2 separate regions of the Danio rerio genome follow, and region 1 is linked to region 2. A link is a contact called in public HiChIP or PLAC-seq data. All regions are on one chromosome and are shown on one strand. The core of a region is the stretch at or near the end of the contact, and the rest is flanking DNA. Distances in the headings are between cores, read along the strand shown. Region 1 holds the start of celf3a (cugbp, Elav-like family member 3a). Region 2 holds the start of cers2a (ceramide synthase 2a).

Evidence for each region. HiChIP or PLAC-seq counts read pairs in DNA pulled down with a chosen protein or histone mark.
Region 1: an H3K4me3 HiChIP or PLAC-seq map of gastrula embryo shows a contact between it and region 2, with 2.2 times the contacts expected there. The contact joins the promoter of celf3a here to the promoter of cers2a in region 2. A contact is called at or near these places in 2 of 4 datasets of contacts at active chromatin or transcription factors (embryo and gastrula embryo).

The regions. Positions count from the first base shown.
Region 1 is chr19:9,939,229-9,942,234 of GRCz12tu, forward strand. It overlaps celf3a (cugbp, Elav-like family member 3a), which reads right to left and starts at 1,572. Exons shown (of 14, transcript NM_131494.2): 1 at 1,496-1,572.
Region 2 is chr19:9,870,902-9,874,161 of GRCz12tu, forward strand. It overlaps cers2a (ceramide synthase 2a), which reads right to left and starts at 1,802. Exons shown (of 11, transcript NM_153671.2): 1 at 1,344-1,802.

The sequences.
Region 1 (3,006 bases), core at 322-2,821, 68 kb after region 2:
TAATATAGCCTTAGGAACCAAAGAAAAATATTTTTGGGTGAACTATCCTCTTAAGAATGAAAGGCTAATCACAATTTAATATACAAATTAAAGCATGAAAAGAGTTCCTAAATTAATTGTTTAACACAGTGATGTCAATACAGCTTTGTCATGCTATCACCGAAACACAATTCTTTGTAGACCATATAAACAAACATTTTTGTTTGTATGTGAAATGTAGCTAAAAAAGTGAACAGGGCATTGTTTGTTTTGTCAATTTACACATGATAACGATCAAGTTATACAGCTATAGGCTACTGTTGCTCTTTCTGCTTGTTAGAACATCAAATATGCACTGTATTCATTCATTAATCTAACATTTTCTTCCCTTTAACATCCTCAACACCCTTTTCTAAATCAAAACACAACGTTCGGCGTTGCTATACTTCAAGAACGCAAGACCAGATCACAATTTAATATGCAAATTTATGCAAGGAGGACCACCAATCGCCGTTCGGTTCGCCAGAATTACAATCTCCTGTGTCTGAATGGCAAACATTCTCACACAATGGGAGACCTTACGTTTCTTTACACGAATACAATTTAATAAACACCTTAAACTAAATTAATAAGCTAAAAACACATCGTGAATGGAAGCTCTGATTGGGTAAAGCTGAATTAATGGCATGATATGAGGAAGAACAATAATGATTACAGTGGTGCTTTGAAATGTCAAACTTCACAGCAGATCTGTAGCGTATATCGTCAAATAGCATGTCTATATAATTGTATAGATCTATAAATAGCCTATTAATGACACGTTTTAAATTCTATAAATATTTCTATTTTAAGATATAACATAGGACAAAAACACTATGTAGGAGGTTATTCAATTGCAATATTAGAACAAAGAAACTTGTGTTGCGAGCTCTGGCAACAGAACACATTATAAGTGAACGCAATGAAATGCAATGCATATAAATATTGACGTATATCCCCCATTGCTTCTTTGTTTAATCCACACTGGAGGCTCAGGCGTATGTGGCTCTTTGTCACGACACTAACTGCACATACGCACATACATGCGAGAGAACAAAAACATGCGAGTGCACATGCAACTTCACGCCTTTAAATCGAAAAGAAGTTTAATCAGATCCTCCGAGCTATGTGTGCAAGGGCGACATTTGCTCTCGTTTCCTTCCCTCTCTCTCTCCATCTCTCAGTCTATCTCTCTCTTTAGTTAATCCCATGGGGATGTTTGTTTATTTGCTGTCTTTCAGCCTGGTTGTAGAATATGGTGTGCTTTTTATTCTACGTGCACAAGTAAATGGAGCCGATGGAGAGCGAACGGTTTGGACGCGAACCGCTGTGCGTTCAACTAAATCCGTGCATCTGTCACCCTTGAATCGCCTTGGGTTTTTTTGTCTCCCCGTGCCCTCTCAAATATCTCCTGTTGACTAGAATGCATGCATGGATCAATACGAGCACAGATGCGAGTCAAATGCATTTCACTCACGTTTTGATGCAGAGGCAAAGGAAAGAAGATGCTGTGTAATTCTGTCGGCTGTATTCACGGTGTTGACACTCCGTATAACCCGTAGCTTTTGACGTCGAAAGCCGGTGTCCCCCTCCTGTCCATCTCCTGTCCTCCCTCGGGGTGTGGAAACCGTGATGCTTACTCGGATTAAGGGAGCGTCGATATTTTCCTCTCACTAAAGTCGCTACTTCTTTTGGAGGGGGAGGCTGTCAAACAGGAACAGCTGTCCTTTTCATTTCACAGTCATACTATGCCATCTTTATTGCTCTTCATGAAGTCTTTATATCTTGAGACTTACGCTTCATAATGCATTTATTTTAATATCGCATTAAGGCAAAACTAATTAAGCTTATTATACATTGTTTTACTATATACTGCTGGATAATGGGATGCACAGCTAGTGTTTTTCAGCCTACGATGAACTTCCGGTTAGAGCTTTGTGTGACTATTTTCAATTTCATACGGTTCCTTTGATGTTGTAATGTAGTTCAAATACAATCAGTTAAATAGACGCAAGCATCCACTTGGTTTTTTACTCGTAAAAAGAGAGGAAAGACCATTTAAATGCAGGCACCGTCGTTTGCAGCAGGCTATCGCAGAAATTCCATTGAAAGAACTGGGGTAAAATTAATTTCCATATTTGAAAGACATAGCGTGGAAAATTTTTATTTATTGCAGGTCTTCTTGTTTGGTTTGATAACCACTTTATACCGTATCTCAGCCAGGCAGTGAAGATAAAGGTTTTTTCTTTATAGAAATCTGATTTTATATGGGATGACGATTAACCGGAAGTACAGGGGCTGGCTAACTGAAATTAAAAGTCTGTGTGCATATACCCCATTTAAGTATTATAACCTTAGATAGTGATATTCGATGGCATGTTTTATTGGAGAAAAAATAGTCATAAATAATAAAAAAAAAAATTACAACAAAAAAAAAGTAATTTGTCCATTTGCATAAAATAAATAAATTGATATCAAACACTCTACCACAAACAATTCATTAATTATTAATCAATTATATTAATATCAACAAAACATTTTTTTCCTGAAAAACCATAGGCCAGAAGAAATATAAATCATAAAATTAGTATATCTTTTTTATTTATAAAATAAAGCTCGCAATTGTATTACTGTTGGTGACACCATGGCTCAGTGGTTAGCACTGTTGCCTCACAGCAACAAGGGAGCTGGTTTAAGTCCTGGCTGGACCGGTTGGCATTTCTGTGTAGAGTTTGCATGTTCTCCCCATGTTTGCGTGGGTTTGCTCTGGGTGCTCCGGTTTCCTTCACAGTCAAAAGACATGGGCTATAGGTGAATTGAATAAACTAAATTAGCCAGTGTATCTGTGACTGAGTGTGCATGGGTGTTTCCCAGTACTGGGTTGCGACTGGAATTAGGGGCATCTACTGCATACAACATATGTCGAAAATGTTGGCAGTTCATTCCACAGTGGCGACATCAGAAATAGAAACTAAGCCAAAGGAAAAT
Region 2 (3,260 bases), core at 552-3,051:
GTTTTTGCTTTTGGAATTAAAACACACACACACACACACATATATATATATATATATATATATATATATATATATATATATATATATATATATATATATATATATAAATAACTCAACCTAGAATCTTTTATAAAATCTTCCAATTACATAATCTTCAGAAAGACACAAAGTAGGTCCCTTTATTAAATACTGTTAAATTCTTCATTTAGGAAGCTGGTAGTTAACAAAAACAGTGTCGTTTTAAAATGTCCAAGTCATTCAGTCAATTATTAAGTAGGAAAAAATCAGACTTTACATTTCTGTTTCATTGATTGCATTTAATAAGCAATAAAATCACTGTGGGCCGGTTTGCAATGGAAAAACTTCACTATTTTGAGCAAGGTAGGACCCCAAAATTATTCTGCTTAGGGCCCCCAAATGTACAGGGCTGGCCTTGGTTAATTGTAAATACATACACATTTATACTGCCCTGCAGCAGGGCAAATGATACAACATTACAGAGGTTAGGCGGACATTTGGCTAACATTATAACAATGTTCTATTGCTGTTAAAAACGATCCTGGCTAACCGAGAAAATAGACGGTCTGAGATCCACAAGTTTTTAGCACGTTATACACTATATACTTCATGACGTCACATAAGACTCCCTTCAAAAGCCCTCGAGCATAACACGAGACGACAATCACAAGTTGGTAAATTGTGTTTACAGCGATACACTGAGTAAATTAAATATCCACCCGTTTCAACGTTGTGTATATACAAAAGTACATACAAGAAAAGTTAGTCTTTTAAAACAACAGTTTACATTAAATTACTTTGAGAACCGTCGTCTTTTAGCGTCAAAACAGCTGGAACTGTAAATAATAAGCTTTGCTAGACTGGTTGTCTGCACACGATCAACTACAAAAACGAATCCCCAAATTTTCACTCGACTAAAACATCCGCGAGCCGCTTTCAAACACGGAACCCGCCCCTAAAAACCACTGGAGTGAAAACATTGACACTTTTTTCTTAATTCTCGATGGGTCTTGGCGTATACCTAACATCAATAACAAGTTATTGTGGATATTTGTTCGTAGCCGTGTCATAATCACAACAGTGCATACTTCACATCACGCGCGCTACGAAATGTTAGTATGTAACGTTACTTCCAGTCGGCTGATCCCAGTGTAGGCCGTACACATCAAACAGCTGACTTCCAGAAGCGCCCGTTCGATACAAAACAAATCAACACTTCAAAAATTCAAGAAATACGAGTATATGATAACACGCTATAAGGAAGTGACAGTACAACAACACACTGAGGTGCAGGAACGAGCACGGCTGCGTATAACGGTACTTACTTTCAGGAGTAGTGCGAAGCACAAGGGTGTGAGCGCGAGATGAGATGAGATGGGTTTAGCAAAGGTGCATGAAAGTGCGTGTAAACTCGCGGTTATTCAGGGCAATCTGTACAATTTTGTGCGTTCTTCATAATCCATAACCCTTTCCGTCTGCATCGTTGTCTTAAATCCCCGTGACAGATGAAAAACGCCAAGGGAAGTTTGGCGTTAGAGATGACGTTAAAACTCTTCCACTTTTTTTTGTTTGTCCTCCGCCTCGTTCACTGCTGCTTTTAACCGTATGCTTTTAGTTTTCATCCACACAGCCCAGATTATAAACTTTTCCCGACACTTTTCGCTTCACATGTCCGAGTTGAAAATGTCTAGACGTACTTTTGCCGGGTGTGTTTGGAGGCGAATCGAGTCATGAAAGACTGAAGAGGAGGGCCAAATAAAAAACACTGAGCTGCTGTGCGAGACTAAAATCTGAAGGGCGGGGCGCAGGCTATTTAAGGTGACGTTTAACCGCATGCGAGTTATGACGTTTTATGGATGACGAAACCTTTGAGGAAGCTTTGTTGACTGTGTAAATGACCGCTGTAAGTGAATAGGGGTGACGTCCATGGTGAACAAACGATGTTTAAGATATAATACCTGAAGAAGTATAACTGGGTTTTAAAGGGATAGTTCACCCAAAAGTGAAAAATGTAGGGTGAATTCAGGTAATCTGGGACACTTCACTTTTTGCAATTTTGACTTCAGCTCTCTATTTCAATGCCTGACTAAGGTAAATAGTACAACGTATTAGACTTCTCTGAAATCCCTAAAATGTTTTCGTACTTACCACATAATATAGACATAAACATGACATAAATATACCGAGAAGTGTGTGAGTTTGTGTACAGAACATTGTACATCTCTGTAGCATCTCTTTAGCTAGCTGGTTTAGCTTCTAGCTGTTATCAATTTATGCTATATTTATTACCTCCAGTTGTCCACATTAACATCCATTTCTCATTATGGCATATATTAGCCCTTGTCGTTAAACTTATAAAGTTTCTAAATGCCTATTTCTCCCATTCGAAGACAGTCACACATTATCAATCCTATCTGATGATGTGGGACAACAAAAAATGTTCGAAATAAAAAAACAGCAACACTTTAATACACATTTTGTTACTTGACTAGGTATGGAACTAAATTAATGTCCAAAGTATTGAAATAAAAAGATTATTGAGTAGCACAAACTAAAAAAATAATAATAATACATTGAATTAACAACTGCTTGCATTTTAATGAGCTGCTAGGGTTTGTAATTTTAGGTTCTGAAATTTAACACAGCTGTTTATTTAAGCTGTGAATATTTCAACTAAAAATATTTCAAACACGTTTTCATACTTAAAAATTCAATAATTCTTGTTCAATTTCCAGATTTCACTTACAAAATATTCAGTAGGGGTGAAAAATACGAAGCATAATGTTCAAAAGGTAATTTTCAGTTTATGTTATTTCAGTTAAAAAATTTGCTTCCATAAATTCAGAGGATAAATTTCGGCTCCTAAAATTTGACATTACATCCATGAACTGCAGGAAAAGCAATAGATTGCAGATTGACAATCTCCAGCTGCTTTTTCACTAGCAGGTGGGCCAATTTGAGATGTTTAAACCAGTAAATAAGTGAGGAAAAAAGCTAATAACAGCACAACAGTAGCATTTATTATTGTAAATGTCAAATTTTAACAGCCGAATTTGATCCACTGAATTCATGGAAGCAAATTTTTTTACAGAAATAAAGTGAAATGAAAATTTTCTTTTGAATATTATACATGAAATCTGGAAATTGAACAAGAATTCTTACATTTTTAAGCATGAAAATGTGTTTGAAATATCTTTAGCTCAAATATATTTAGCTGTGTTAAATTTTAGGACCTAAAATCA